Regions from separate parts of the Podarcis muralis genome. Here region 1 is linked to region 2. The links are chromatin contacts, called in public Hi-C maps. All regions are on one chromosome and are shown on one strand. The core of a region is the stretch at or near the end of the contact, and the rest is flanking DNA. Distances in the headings are between cores, read along the strand shown.

What was found. Hi-C and Micro-C count contacts between places; a contact is called where the count stands out from the background.
Region 1: a contact with region 2 is called in a Hi-C map of tail, with 2.6 times the contacts expected there. The contact joins the promoter of LOC114602055 here to the promoter of PSMD7 in region 2. A contact is called at or near these places in 2 of 3 Hi-C or Micro-C datasets (blood and tail).

The regions. Positions count from the first base shown.
Region 1 is chr7:44,830,341-44,836,986 of rPodMur119.hap1.1, reverse strand. It overlaps LOC114602055 (polycystin-1-like protein 2), which reads right to left and starts at 2,355. Exons shown (of 20, transcript XR_013393642.1): 1 at 2,258-2,355; 2 at 2,049-2,134; 3 at 969-1,024; 4 at 690-749; 5 at 283-444; 6 at 47-174. LOC144328416 (a long non-coding RNA gene) reads left to right here and starts at 1,707. Exons shown (of 3, transcript XR_013393644.1): 1 at 1,707-1,797; 2 at 4,395-4,526.
Region 2 is chr7:44,668,559-44,674,651 of rPodMur119.hap1.1, reverse strand. It overlaps PSMD7 (proteasome 26S subunit, non-ATPase 7), which reads right to left and starts at 4,642. Exons shown (of 7, transcript XM_028739840.2): 1 at 4,408-4,642; 2 at 3,176-3,267; 3 at 1,518-1,610; 4 at 756-853; 5 at 492-572; 6 at 1-67. The coding sequence starts at 4,481.

The DNA of each region.
Region 1 (6,646 bases), core at 1,106-3,605, 160 kb before region 2:
TTCCTACCTTCCCTGTCACCCAGTGGCTGCAAGCCTGGTAGCTTACCTGTGTGTATAGATGCTGATGAGAGGCGTCTCCATGGTGATGGCATCACTGCTGCCCCCCAGTTCCTGAAGAGCTTGCTCCAGCTTGTGAAGGATCTGCATCAGGGTGCCAGTCAGGGCCTCATGCTGCTGGAGGGAGAAGTGGGCAATATGGGATGGGGCAATATGGGATGAAGGGACCCATGCACCTGCCTGTCCCTCCCCACCAGGGCACCCTGGAGTGTGGTATATTCTCACCTGGATGTTGATGTTGGGTGAGCAGGGGCCCAGAATGACCTGCAGGAGCCGGCTGGTGCCATGGACTGCCAGGAGGTTGAGGAGGTGCCAGTGTGGGGAGGCTGGAGGCCTCCTTTTCAGCAGGTCCTCACTGACAGCCTGAAGAAACCCCACCTCCTCTTCCTGGCATGCAAAGGCACATGATGTTAATGTTCCTCCATGCCCATGCATTGCCCAAGTCCCTCAGCACTAATGGGGGTCCCTCGACTCCTTCCATGAAATGTTCCCCATCACCTCTCTTGGCGGAAAGAGCCTCTCAGGACTTGGCCTGACTCTTTCTTCAGGTTTCCCATGGGAGCTACACAGCCTTTGGAGTTGGGGCTCAGTCCCTTCTGGGGCATCCGCCCTCCCCGTGGGCCCAGTCATACCAGCTCAAAGGCACTCCAGGCACCATTGTTCACCGGCAGTGTCAGTCGCTGGAGCAGCTCCTGTAGGCAGAATCAGGAGTTTGGGTTCAAATGCTGTCAGGCAAAGGCAGACCACTGAATAAGGGGTTCCCGGCCTACATAAGGCCTGTGCTAACCACCAGAAGAGAGGTTGGCTGTCTTGAGCCAGAGGAAGGTTGGTGGCTCTGCTGTGGGCCTCAATGGGGCTGGGCTGAAGGGGGTCCCCTCCCCAGATACTCCCTCCCAGTGGGGCTCTTTTACCTGCTGCCAGGTCCTGGGAACTACAACCTGCAAGGCCTCCCTGATTGCTGATGTCTCTGGAGGCAAAAGGAGAAGTATGAGCAAGAGTCTTTTCTCCCCTCAGGGTCCCCCTACACAGAAACAGGCACTTTGGCCTCCATAAACACAAACTTCTTGCGGTGGCCCTGTTTCAACAACAAGCTGCTTCCTTTCAGGGGAAAACCACTGCCCTGACTGGCAAAAGGATCAGCCTCATGATAAGGGATCCATTGGCTACTAGTTATATTCCTGGTTTTACATTATTACAGTTGCTTATTTTCATACTGAGCATTGCTTCAGGCCCTTTCCATTGAGGAGGTAGAACATGGTAATAAAAGTTTATCTGAAATAAAACTTGTTAAAAACAGTTAATCACGGGTAACTTGCCCCTTGGGCATAGCTTAAACAAATACCATTGGTAAATGTTGGAGTTGTAATTCTGTACAGGCAGGTTGAAAGCATATCTTTTGGTTGTGCTGACATCTACAATCTTTTTGAAAAGATGGTCTATGTGAAATTAGATAAAATACCCCTTTCAGCCCCACAAATATTATTTTAGGGCATTTAAAGGGTTTGTTAAAATGAGCAGAATGACCCAAGATCATCAGCCTCTCACAATTGCTTATACTTGCAGATGACCTACTCTTCAATACATTATTTCAGAAATCAATAAATCCCCACATCACCTGGGTACTTCTGCTTATCACCCAGATACCGCCGCATGAGCCTTTGTGGCCTCCGCCCCATGGAGGTCAGATCCTGGTGGCAGACAGAGAAAAAAGAGTGGGACAGAGTAGTGCCACTGTGCCAGGTAGGATATGTCACCCAATAGGCTTTTTTGGAAGGGGCAGGGCAAAGGGTTCCCTGTTAGGAGCTTGCCCAGGAATCATGCCCAAAGGAATTGTCTGGAGGGTGGCTAAGAGGTAGCAGACAGGCTGTTTTTATTGCCCCCCCCCCCATCCTCTGCCTTGGTGCATCCGCTGGAGTTTGGTTTCAGGCAGCAGGAGGGAAAGCCTATTTGCTTTGGACTTGGAGGGAAGAGAACTGGCCACCATCACCTACCAGCCGAGCCTTCTGTTTTTGCCAAGGCCTGGAGCTGTTGGCACTCCTGGCCGCTTTGACTGGGCATTCACCTCCCTCCACAGGACCTGCAAAAAAGACCATCCTGAAAGGGAGCCCCTCCTGGGTCAGGAGGACCAATCTCTGTCCTCAGGGATGGGTTGGGGTGGGGGTGTCACGATCACACCCTGGCAGCCCAGCTGGTCTCTCACCAAATTCGCAGATGAAAGGATGCCTCTGGCGGCAGGTGGGCCCGGTAGCCTCCTGCAGCAGGCCCAGGTTGGAGAGGAAGGTGCAAGTGGGGGGCTGGTGAGCCCCATGCAGATGAGGCTGGGCTCCTGGGCAAAGACACAAGAGGCCGCCATGGGCATGGTGGTAAGCTGGGCAGGGCAAGGGCCTTGCCCTCTTGTAAGATCTGACCACAGTAGGCAAAGCGGGGTGGTGTGCTCTTGACAGAGCAGATTAAAATAAGCAGAATTCTACACTACAAGCAAAAGAGCCAGCTCTCTGCAGCACAGTGCCCCCCACCTTCACACCCTGCCCCTCAATGTGGCTCCCCAAATCCCAGCCTTTAACCACAGCCAAGCCAGCTGTGTAAAGGGACAGGGACTCCAAGACCTGGCCTTTGTGATAGAAACCAGGACGCACCCTCCACCTTCTGGAGTAGAAACCACTCCCCGCCTCTGCCCAGCCCTCTCAGGTGCCCACACAGGACTGACTTACCTGCCACCACAGGCTTGGTTGGGCCCTTGGAGACCCACCAGACCCCAGAGGGCCCTCTCAGCTGTCCCCTCCTCCTTCTCAGAGCACCCCACATCCCTGTCAGCTCCCAAGGGACCTGTGCCAAGTGCCCTCCCCATCGGCCGCAGGCAGCCTGGGCATCCTCAAAGGCCAGTCTTTCCTGGGCAAGCTGGTAGCAATGTCCCTGGTGCTCCCTTAGCACAGCCTCAGGCGTGGTGACAGGCACAGCAGTCCTGCACAGGGCCCAGAGCAGCAGGGCTAAGCCGGGAGCTGCCTGTGGCCTTAGCGCCATCTCAGTCTGGCAGGATAGGCAAGATGGTCCCAGCAGGGCTCTGCTTGCTCCTCTGGCTAGAAGCCCACATGAAACACAAGAGAAGGAAGAGGCCAAGCCCTCCCGGTGTCTCTATTTGCCCATGAAAATCAAGGGGGCAGCTGGGCAGCTTCCACAAACACTGGGCAGGGAAATTTGACTCTAGGAGGAAGAGGAGGATGACAAAGCTTGTGGGCCAAGATTGCGGTGGGGAGGGCACATAGGAATAGCTTACATCTGCAATCTTTTTGGAAATAGGTTCCAGTGAAATTTGACATTATTTTTTGCCATCTTAAACAGAGTGTGGACACCATCACCAGAGAAAGCTTCTCTACTTTATTCTCTCTTTAAAATTATGCATACCAGCCTTGTCCAAGCCGGTACCCTTTGGACTACCACTCCCCTAGTCCCCACCTGGCACAATCTTGTGATACTAGAACTGATGGGAATTGTAGTCCAAAGCATCTTCAGGGCACCAAAGCATCTTCAGGGCTGTTTTGCATTATTGCATGTTGTTTCCCTTTAAAAATATAGTCCAAACACACAGCAGCCTTTCTGGGGAGAAACTCCTGCTTTCAGCCTCAAATATTGAATGCACTTCTTTGATCACAGTGGTTAGATAGCAACAGCTCTGCTGTAGAAATCTGAGTGAAATTCAAGATCTCCACCAGCACACAGGAACATTATCTTTTGAATGTTTTTAATTCCTGTTTTTAACAGTCTCCTATTGTTTGACTTAGGGACGCGGGTGGTGCTGTGGTTTAAACCACAGAGCCTAGGACTTGCCGATCAGAAGGTCGGTGGTTCGAATCCCCGCGATGGGCTGAGCTCCCGTTGCTCGGTCCCTGCTCCTGCCAACCTAGCAGTTCGAAAGCACGTCAAAGTGCAAGTAGATAAATAGGAACCGCTCTAGCGGGAAGGTAAACGGCGTTTCCGTGCGCTGCTCTGGTTCGCCAGAAGCAGCTTAGTCATGCTGGCCACATGACCCGGAAGCTGTCTGCGGACAAACGCCGGCTCCCTCGGCCCATAGAGTAAGATGAGCCGGTCACGACTGGACCTAATGGTCAGGGGTACCTTTACCTTATTGTTTGACTTTAATTTTAATTAACCACTTAGATATTTTATTACAATCAAGTGGCATGTGGGTTTTGTTAAATAATTAAAGTTACCCTCAAAAGTATGTTTTCCTATCAATTAGTATAAAATAATGCCCTCCAAAATGTTATGAGGTCGATCTGATACCAATTGCTCCTGCTTCTCTCACTGTGCTGCCATGTTCTCCTCCTCCTCACTCCCAGGTTTGTTGCTCTCGCATTGGCTCCCCAGTCTGACATTTGCAGGAAGGGAAGGCTAGGAATGCATCTGGCTGAGGAAGTGTGGTTTGCAAAACAACAGAACCTGTGACAACAACAGGCTGGAGCTGGAGGCAGGTAAATTTTTTTGACTGTACTCACCTTGCTTTTAGTAAACAAGGTTTTTATTCCCCCCCCCCTTTCAAAAACCTGGCAAACCTGGTCAACCAGAGACAAGAGTAGAAGGAAAGAATTGAGTACAAACACCATTAATGGTTCAAGATGGGAAGGGTGTAAATAATAAAATTATTATTATTATTATTATTACTACTACTACTACTATTTTTTATTAATTACCTGTCTCCAGCATGAGACCACTTCCAGGCTGTTACTGTTTTGTGCGTGGGATTAAATACATTCCTGGCAAATTGAGGTGGTGCAGTTCCAGTGGATTGGGCCCTCTTACACAAGAAAGCTGCTTCCAAATAAAAAAGGATTTTTGCAGTAAGGAAAGCGCCGGGGCAATGCCCTGGAGAGTGTGGTATAAAAAAAATGCTTGATAAGGTATCATACAACCTCCCACAAACAAATCAGGAAGAATGTTCAATAAACAGGTTGTCTACCCAAATCAACCTGTTGCTGTTCCTTTCACTTAATTAGTTATTCTCCATCCTCCCTGAGTTCTGGAAAACTGAGGCCCATTGTGAACTGGGCAATTTGTTTTAATTTTTGAGATAAGAGTTTTCTGATATACCACACGTGCACAAAACAGTGGGTTTTTTAAAAAGTGAGTGTCTTGCCTCAGGCCCATGGAGGCAGTTTGCCAATGAAAGTACAGGACTTAGTAACAGAGGGTATTAATAGAGGGCATCCAGAAAAAACATCACCAGGTTTTTTTTATAATAAAAATACTCGTCCACACAATGTTGGCCTTTTTCCCCCATATGAAATTTTCTTTATATCCTTTGCTGCGTTATCTGTATATTGGGGAAATCCAAATTAAAGCAGCTGTGGGTAGGATTCAGGCTGCCATTTGGATGAGGACAATGTGTGGATGCACTGAATCCACTTTAAGCTGCTGTGTGTACATATCCCACGAGAGGGTGCTGAAGAGCAGGACTAGGAACCGGGTGATGATTCCTCTCTTGGCAATCCAGCAAAGGCTTGACGGTTAACCCGTTTAGCCTTGGCTCTGGCCAACAGATGAACGGCATCATGGTTGGTTTCCCCCAGCTTGAGTCTAGTCTGGTCGTAGGTATGAAGGGAGTAATGGCCAGAGACCTGCTTGGGCAGAGTTTATTGCTACAAAACAGGCATTATAATTATTATTTGACTGATGTTTTAATGTATTTTTAATATTTTGTTGGAAGCCGCCCAGAATGGCTGGGGAAACCTAGCCAGATGGGCGGGATATAAATAAATAAATGAATTATTATTATTATTATTATTATTATTATTATTATTGGCACACACTTCCTATAACATTCAGGGCTTAGCTCAGGGATGGGGAAATATTATGCTCTTCACTAAAATAATCCCAGAGCAGGGTGTAGCAAAATACTGACTCGAAATTACATGAAGTCAATAAGAAGATTAAAACATCAAAAACAATACAAGTCACATCATGGATCCAGCGGGTAAGGATGTCCACCTTCTTCATCATGAACATGATGCTGGACTATTCACATACTGGAGGTTGCTGTTAGGCTGTAGTTCGGCACAACTAACAGATCTTTCAAAAAGTCTTTGGGGAAAGTTGTCACATTGTTATGCTTCCAAAAGGCTGTAATGACAGTGGAACAGCCATTTAAACATGGTGAAACACCTCACGTGTAGGACTCTTTCACCTTGGGCACCAGAACGGGTTTGTTAAACTGGTTTTATTACATGAATCATGAACACTATCCTTGGCCAGGGCGGATACCCGCAGGGAACAGAGCACATGGGTGGAACACCAATAAATTACCTGTTCTGCATTTAAAATAAACACCTGCTGTCACCCGCTTAAAGAGATCCTAACCGTGCTCTTACTACACAAGCAAAATATCCGTTTAAAATTCAATGTGAGCTTCTTTGCATTTCTATAGCCTTGCGGAGTTCCAGAAATAGCTTGCTTGCAGCATTGTCATATCTAGTCCTGTTGGAAAAGTGTATTTTTTATATTAAATGTGCAATTGCAAATCATGAAAGCTTCAAATGCTGTAGTTGGGAATTACTTTTTAATTAATGTTTGAAAGGTTGTTGTATTTCCCTTTCTG
Region 2 (6,093 bases), core at 3,393-5,892:
CCTCCGCTTCTTCTGCTCCAATTTCACTGGTCACATGTTCAAAGGTCTTAGAGGTGGGTGTCCCATCCTTTGGGGTGCAAGAGCAAGCAGAGACCAGGCATGAAAGTCATCACCTTTATTCAACTTCTGGGCAGAGTGTGTGTGTGTGTGTCTGAACCCTAGAAAAACTTACAATTGTTGCATAAGAAGCCAAGAGTTGCTGAAGAATAAGAACAGAGCCATAACTGGCCAATGGAAGAGACACACTAACCCTAAATTACCTTCATAAGGAAGTGTGAACTGAATTAATAATAAACACTGACAACTTCTTTCATCCTAAGCAGAGTTTTTTTCAGGTACTCTGTAGGGTGCTGGCTGCAAAAGGAGTGACATGAGCAAGGTACAGGCAGCATTCCTGTTATTGGCTCGGCCTGTTTTAGTCTGGTCCTTTGGTTGACACTGAAATGTATGAAGAAAAAGCAACTTGATGTGCATAAACCCAGGATACTCACATCGTGAACTTCTTCCACAGAGATGTAGGCTTCAGTGGGCAGCCCCAGGTCCTTTGGCTTTACATCGATAATTACCAATACCTGTTTGAAAGAAACCCTTTAGTGCCTATTGGTGGAAAACAAAACCTACCAGTCTCTTTCCAGTAACCTGCAGCCTGCCACTACATAAAGGATCATCTTGCCATTTCCAACTTGTTCTTACAAGTTGCAGTAACATCAAATAGCAAGCCTTGTCAGGATTTGTAGGTTGTGAGTGGCTCTTACCGAGTTTGAGCAGTATCTTTTCATTAACTCATTGATAGCAATGTCATTCTTGTGCAGCTTGGGACCTGTGTGGTACCATCCCACAATTCTTTCCCTGGCTAGGAAAAAGACACAGAAAGAAAAAGAGAGTCAGAGTACACGAAGCAGCTGGAAGAGGGCTCTACCTCCAAGAGCCATTTCCTTCTTCTACTGTTTCACTGGAAGTGGCGCTTTGCAGGAATAAAGCATGGTTCTAGATGCAATGATATTGTATAGCAAACGGGATGAGACTTTAGAATTTCTCACAACCTGAGCCTATCATTCATACTGGACATTGCTTACATCCAAAGTTTACTGGACTTGAACATCAGCTTCAAAAGAAATTTTACAGGTACAGAATACTATACTTTGAACGTTGGCAAAATAGACGAATATGTCCAACCTTGAGGACTTTGCCAAACGAATGAACAACAAAAAGCCTATTTACTGCATACACAAGCTATAAAAGACCCTTCCTTCAAGTAGCATGTAGTCTAAAATATGGTTTCTTTGCTGGGGCATTAGGTTAAAACATGAGAGGTTTTGCAGAATCTGATGTTGAAGGGTGACCCAGTTCCTTCATTTTCTCACTAACAGAGGTGTTCATCTCCAAAATGAAAAACTTTTTAACTAAGCATCTGTGAGCAGTCATAGCAAAGTTATTTAAGTAACATCACTTTTTGGCTTTTCCCAGAGATAGATTTAGCTGTGACTTGCACTTCTGGCTAACCAAGCATTGCTTACCATTTACTTTCTTGAACATCCCATACATGTTCTCCAGATAGTCATGGTCCAAAAACCACACAGAGTCGTCTTTATCATCTTCATCAAAGGGGACTGTGGGTAAAAAAAGAGAATCCAAACCATGGCATGAATTTCCAGCCTTTAAAAAAACCCCAATGGAAATGGTTTATTGAATATTTACAAATAACCTGTAAACAGTAAGAACATTGGCGGGATTATTGTAATAACCTGCAGTTTTACAAGAGTATATATTTAAAGTAGATGAATAAATTAGTAAATAAAGTTAATTTGGAATATGCAGAAAATATAAAAAATAAATTTAAGGAACCACAAAGAGGGGGAAGGAAGTCAAGTTTTGAAATGTTAAAATGATTGTAAAATTACTGAAATGAATAAAACTGAAAATCATAAATAAATTTTAAAAAGGAAAGTGACAATTTTGCCAAGTTACATCCCATGTGGTGGGAATTAAGAGCAGCCCTGCTGGATCAGGTCAAGGAGGGTCCAGGTAGTCCAGCACTTTGTTCTCACAGATGCCTCTGGGAAGCTGGCAAGTCACTTAGAATGGGATCCAGTCTTGACATTACAGAGGTGAGGATGATTTAAATTTCTATTCCACCCTCCATGAGAGGATCACAGGGCGTTTGAAAGTAGCAAGTTATCATGCACTGAGTAAGACTACTGGACTATCCAATCCCAGTACTGGTCTCCTGAGTGGCTACCCAGCGTCTTAGAAAGGGAGTTTTTTATCAGCTGCCACTTGGTCCTTTTTAAATGGAAATGCCAGGGACTGCACATTCTGTGAGCAAAGCATGCATTCAACGACTGACCTACAAAAGTTCCCCAAGGAACAGAAGATACCATTATTATTTATTGTATTCATATTCTGCCCTTCCTCCCAAAGGAGTCCAGGGAGACAAACAACATGTGGTAAACAATAAAAGCATCTTTTTAACTACAGTGATGAAGTCAATCTCTTTACCTAGCGTCTCAAAACGGGAGTCTTTCAGCCCCACCTAGAAATACCACTGGGGATTGAATCTGGTATCTTCTGCAAGCAAAGCAGATACCCTACCACTGATTTAGGACCTATTCCTACCACAGTATTGACTGTAGTATGTGGTACATGTAGTTGCAGCCCACAAGATTAATGACTAGACGAGATCACAAGTTTCTAGAACTGGGCAGACTCAGATTTAAACTAAAGGTAGATGAAAGAATGATGATTGCCTGGAGCAGACTATGGAAAGCTAAGGCTGGCTTCCGACAGCCTGAGAACTTGAGGGACCGCATTTAAGCTTTTAGCCAAACACAATCCAGCAGGTTCCTAACTGGGCCCCTTTGGGTTATTATTTAATCAGAGGGCTGTTGAAAACTCAAGACTATCAACCAAGTTTCAATTGAGCTTTATGACTAAGCTTTTCTGGGTCTCTCACTTTAAGACAAAGGTGGGGAACCTCTGACCCTCCAAATGCTGCTGATGGAACTTGGAGTCCAACAACATATAGAGGGCCACAGGTTCCCCACCAACAATTTAAGGGACAAACCCAAATTTCCCCAAATCCATTAATGGGGTGGAAAATGTTAAGAGTAGGAGTGTACATTACAACCACATCTGGCTTGCTAGACAACCATAGAGATCTCAGGCGTCACTTTACCTGCAAAGCTGTTGGAGACATCCAAAATCTTCTTCTGCCACGAACCCAAGAGAACCCCCACAACTCGCTTCTGATTTCCAACTTTTCCTATCCTAAAATAGAAAGGCAAAATCAAAAGAAAGATGAGATACATTGATGTGCAGCATAAACTATTCCTGAACTGAATTTTTATCAACTCAGGGCAATGAAAACCAGCATAACTAAGGTGGGAGGGAAAGAGTATATAGCAACTTGCCAAGACTCCCAACAGAAGGAGTCTTGATGGTCACCAGGGAGGAGGCAGCAGAGTGGTCTTCTTCTGATGGTTAATGGAGGAAGTCAACATACAAAAGCTGACTTAGCCCACCAATCCACCCAGCCCCAAAGTGTCAGCACTGCCTGGCCTGGCAGTTACTCTCCAAGGTCTATGTCAGAGCATGGCCTTTCCCACCACCTGCTTCTGAAATCCATTTAGCAGGTGTGGTTTCTGGGGCAGAGATGTTGTTGAACTGAACCTGCTGCTTGTAAAGCAAATGCTCTGCCACATACCTACTCAGTCAAGTTGGCACAGCCATGCGCTGGTTGCATGTATTTCATGCATGCAGCTGTGGCTGCTACTTAGGAAGCAGGTATATTTTAAGTCATATCAGTTTACTTATATTCCGCTTTTCCACTCAAGAGTCTGGAAAAGCAGTGGCAAAAGATGAATCTCATCCTTGCTCCACACGCGGTAAACACACCGCGATAAACATAAAAAGCAAGTCGGCGAAAAGTAGCATCCAGCCCCCCTCCATGAGGTCTCTGGCCCAAAGGCCCGTTTGTTGGAGGAGACAGCAGCCGCTTGGCCTGCAGAAGGAAAGAGGTTCCGGGTTCAACCCCCGAAAGCTGCTCCGAGGAGGATCGGGGAGCCAGGCAGATAATAGAGGCCTCTCCCCTGGGCTCGACGGCCTCACTCCGCGAGAAAGGCAGCCGCTTCCTTTATTGCTCCGAGGCCTCGCCAAACCCTGAGGGTCTTCCCAACCGAAAGCCGGGGTCCAGAAGCACAGGCGGCGAAGGCGGCCTCAGCCCGGGCCCGTGACTAAGCTGTCCTTCCGCGGCCTCCGCCCCGGCGCTTCTTTACAGTAGCTTTCTCGCAGCTCGCTGCCCCTGAGCATGTGCAAAGCGCGACCCCAGCCCTACGGCCACCCTGCCTCCCTAAGCCCTGGCCTGCCGGCCATGACTCAGCCCGGCCGGCCGGCCGCCGCCTCCCTCACCGGTTAAAGTGATCGACCACGCTCAGCAGCACCAACGGGTGGACCACCACTCGCTCCACGGCCAGCTCCGGCATAGCAGCGGCGGCTTCGCGGCCTCCACGTCCTGGCCTAGTTCCTGGCCTCCTTCTCCCGGTAAGCAAAGCGCCTCTCAGTGACTCAGGGCACCGGGTGTGAAGCAAGCGATGCCGAGGGAGGAGCTGGGCAGCCGCGCCATCTTGGGAAGGGCAGCCGCAGTGACGTCACGCGGCTTCCTTTCAGCCTGTGGGCGGGGGAAAGCGACGCCATCTTGGGATGGTCTCAAAGGGTACCTCACCGGCAGTTCGGCTTCCTGTGAGAAGTTTCCATGTTGGCGGCGTGGGGCGGTAGCGTCGCCATATTCAGAAGGGCAAAAGGAGGGATGCCATTATGCGACGGTCAGTCGCCTCCAGAACATTCTTGAGCGAAGCCGTTGATGAATGATTTAAGCGTCCTTTTTGTGCTTTTCGTTCACAACCTAAGTCTGGAGGTGGCTTTAGCATCCACCAGAGATACTTTTTCTACGTGTTTTAGGAAATTTGGGGAAATTTGAGGAGGGAAAAAACCTGAGATTTGGTTTCAGGGAAGACACTGTATCGCTGCTAACACGTGCAAGACACATTTTGTTGTTGTTGTTTAGTCGTGTCCGACTCTTCGTGACCCCATGGACCACAGCACGTCAGGCACTTCTGTCTTCCACTGCCTCCCGCAGTTTGGTCAAAATCATGTTGGTAGCTTCGAGAACACTGTCCAACCATCTCGTCCTCTGTCGTCCCCTTCTCCTTGTGCCCTCCATCTTTCCCAACATCAGGGTCTTTTCCAGATAGTCTTCTCTTCTCATGAGGTGGCCAAAGTATTGGAGCCTCAGCTTCAGGATCTGTCCTTCCAGTGAACACTCAGGGCTGATTTCCTTCAGAATGGATAGGTTTGTTCTTCTTGCAGTCCATGGGACTCTCAAGAGTCTTCTCCAGCACCATAATTCAAAAGCATCAATTCTTCGGCGATCAGCCTTCTTTATGGTCCAGCTCTCACTTCCATACATCACTATTGAGAAAACCATAGCTTTAACTATATGGACCTTTGTCGGTAAGGTGATGTCTTTGCTTTTTAAGATGCTGTCTAGGTTTGTCATTGCTTTTCTCCCAAGAAGCAGGCGTCTTTTAATTTTGTGACTACTGTCACCATCCGCAGTGATTATGGAGCCCAAGAAAGTAAAATCTCTCACTGCCTCCATTTCTTCCCCTTCTATTTGCCAGGAGGTGATGGGCCCAGTGGCCATGATCTTAGGTTTTTTGATGTTGAGCTTCAGACCATATTTTGCACTCTCCTCTTTCACCCTCCTTAAAAGATTCTTTAATTCTTCCTCACTTTCTGCCATCAAGGTTGTGTCATCTGCATATCTGAGGTTGCTGATATTTCTTCCGGCAATCACATGCTCCAAATGGAGGGCTTCCTTGGTTATTTTAAATTACGCACACACATGCACACAAATACACATTTTCCACAATTGAAGGAAACATTTATAACATTAAAGATTTCTCTCTGTCCAGTGCTGCATTCACTCTGGAGTCATATGTTGGCGAAGCCACATGTTTATTTCCAGAGAGAGAAACCTAGGCAGCACAAAACAATTTAAAACAAGAGCTTAAACAGCAACCAGCAACAACTTTT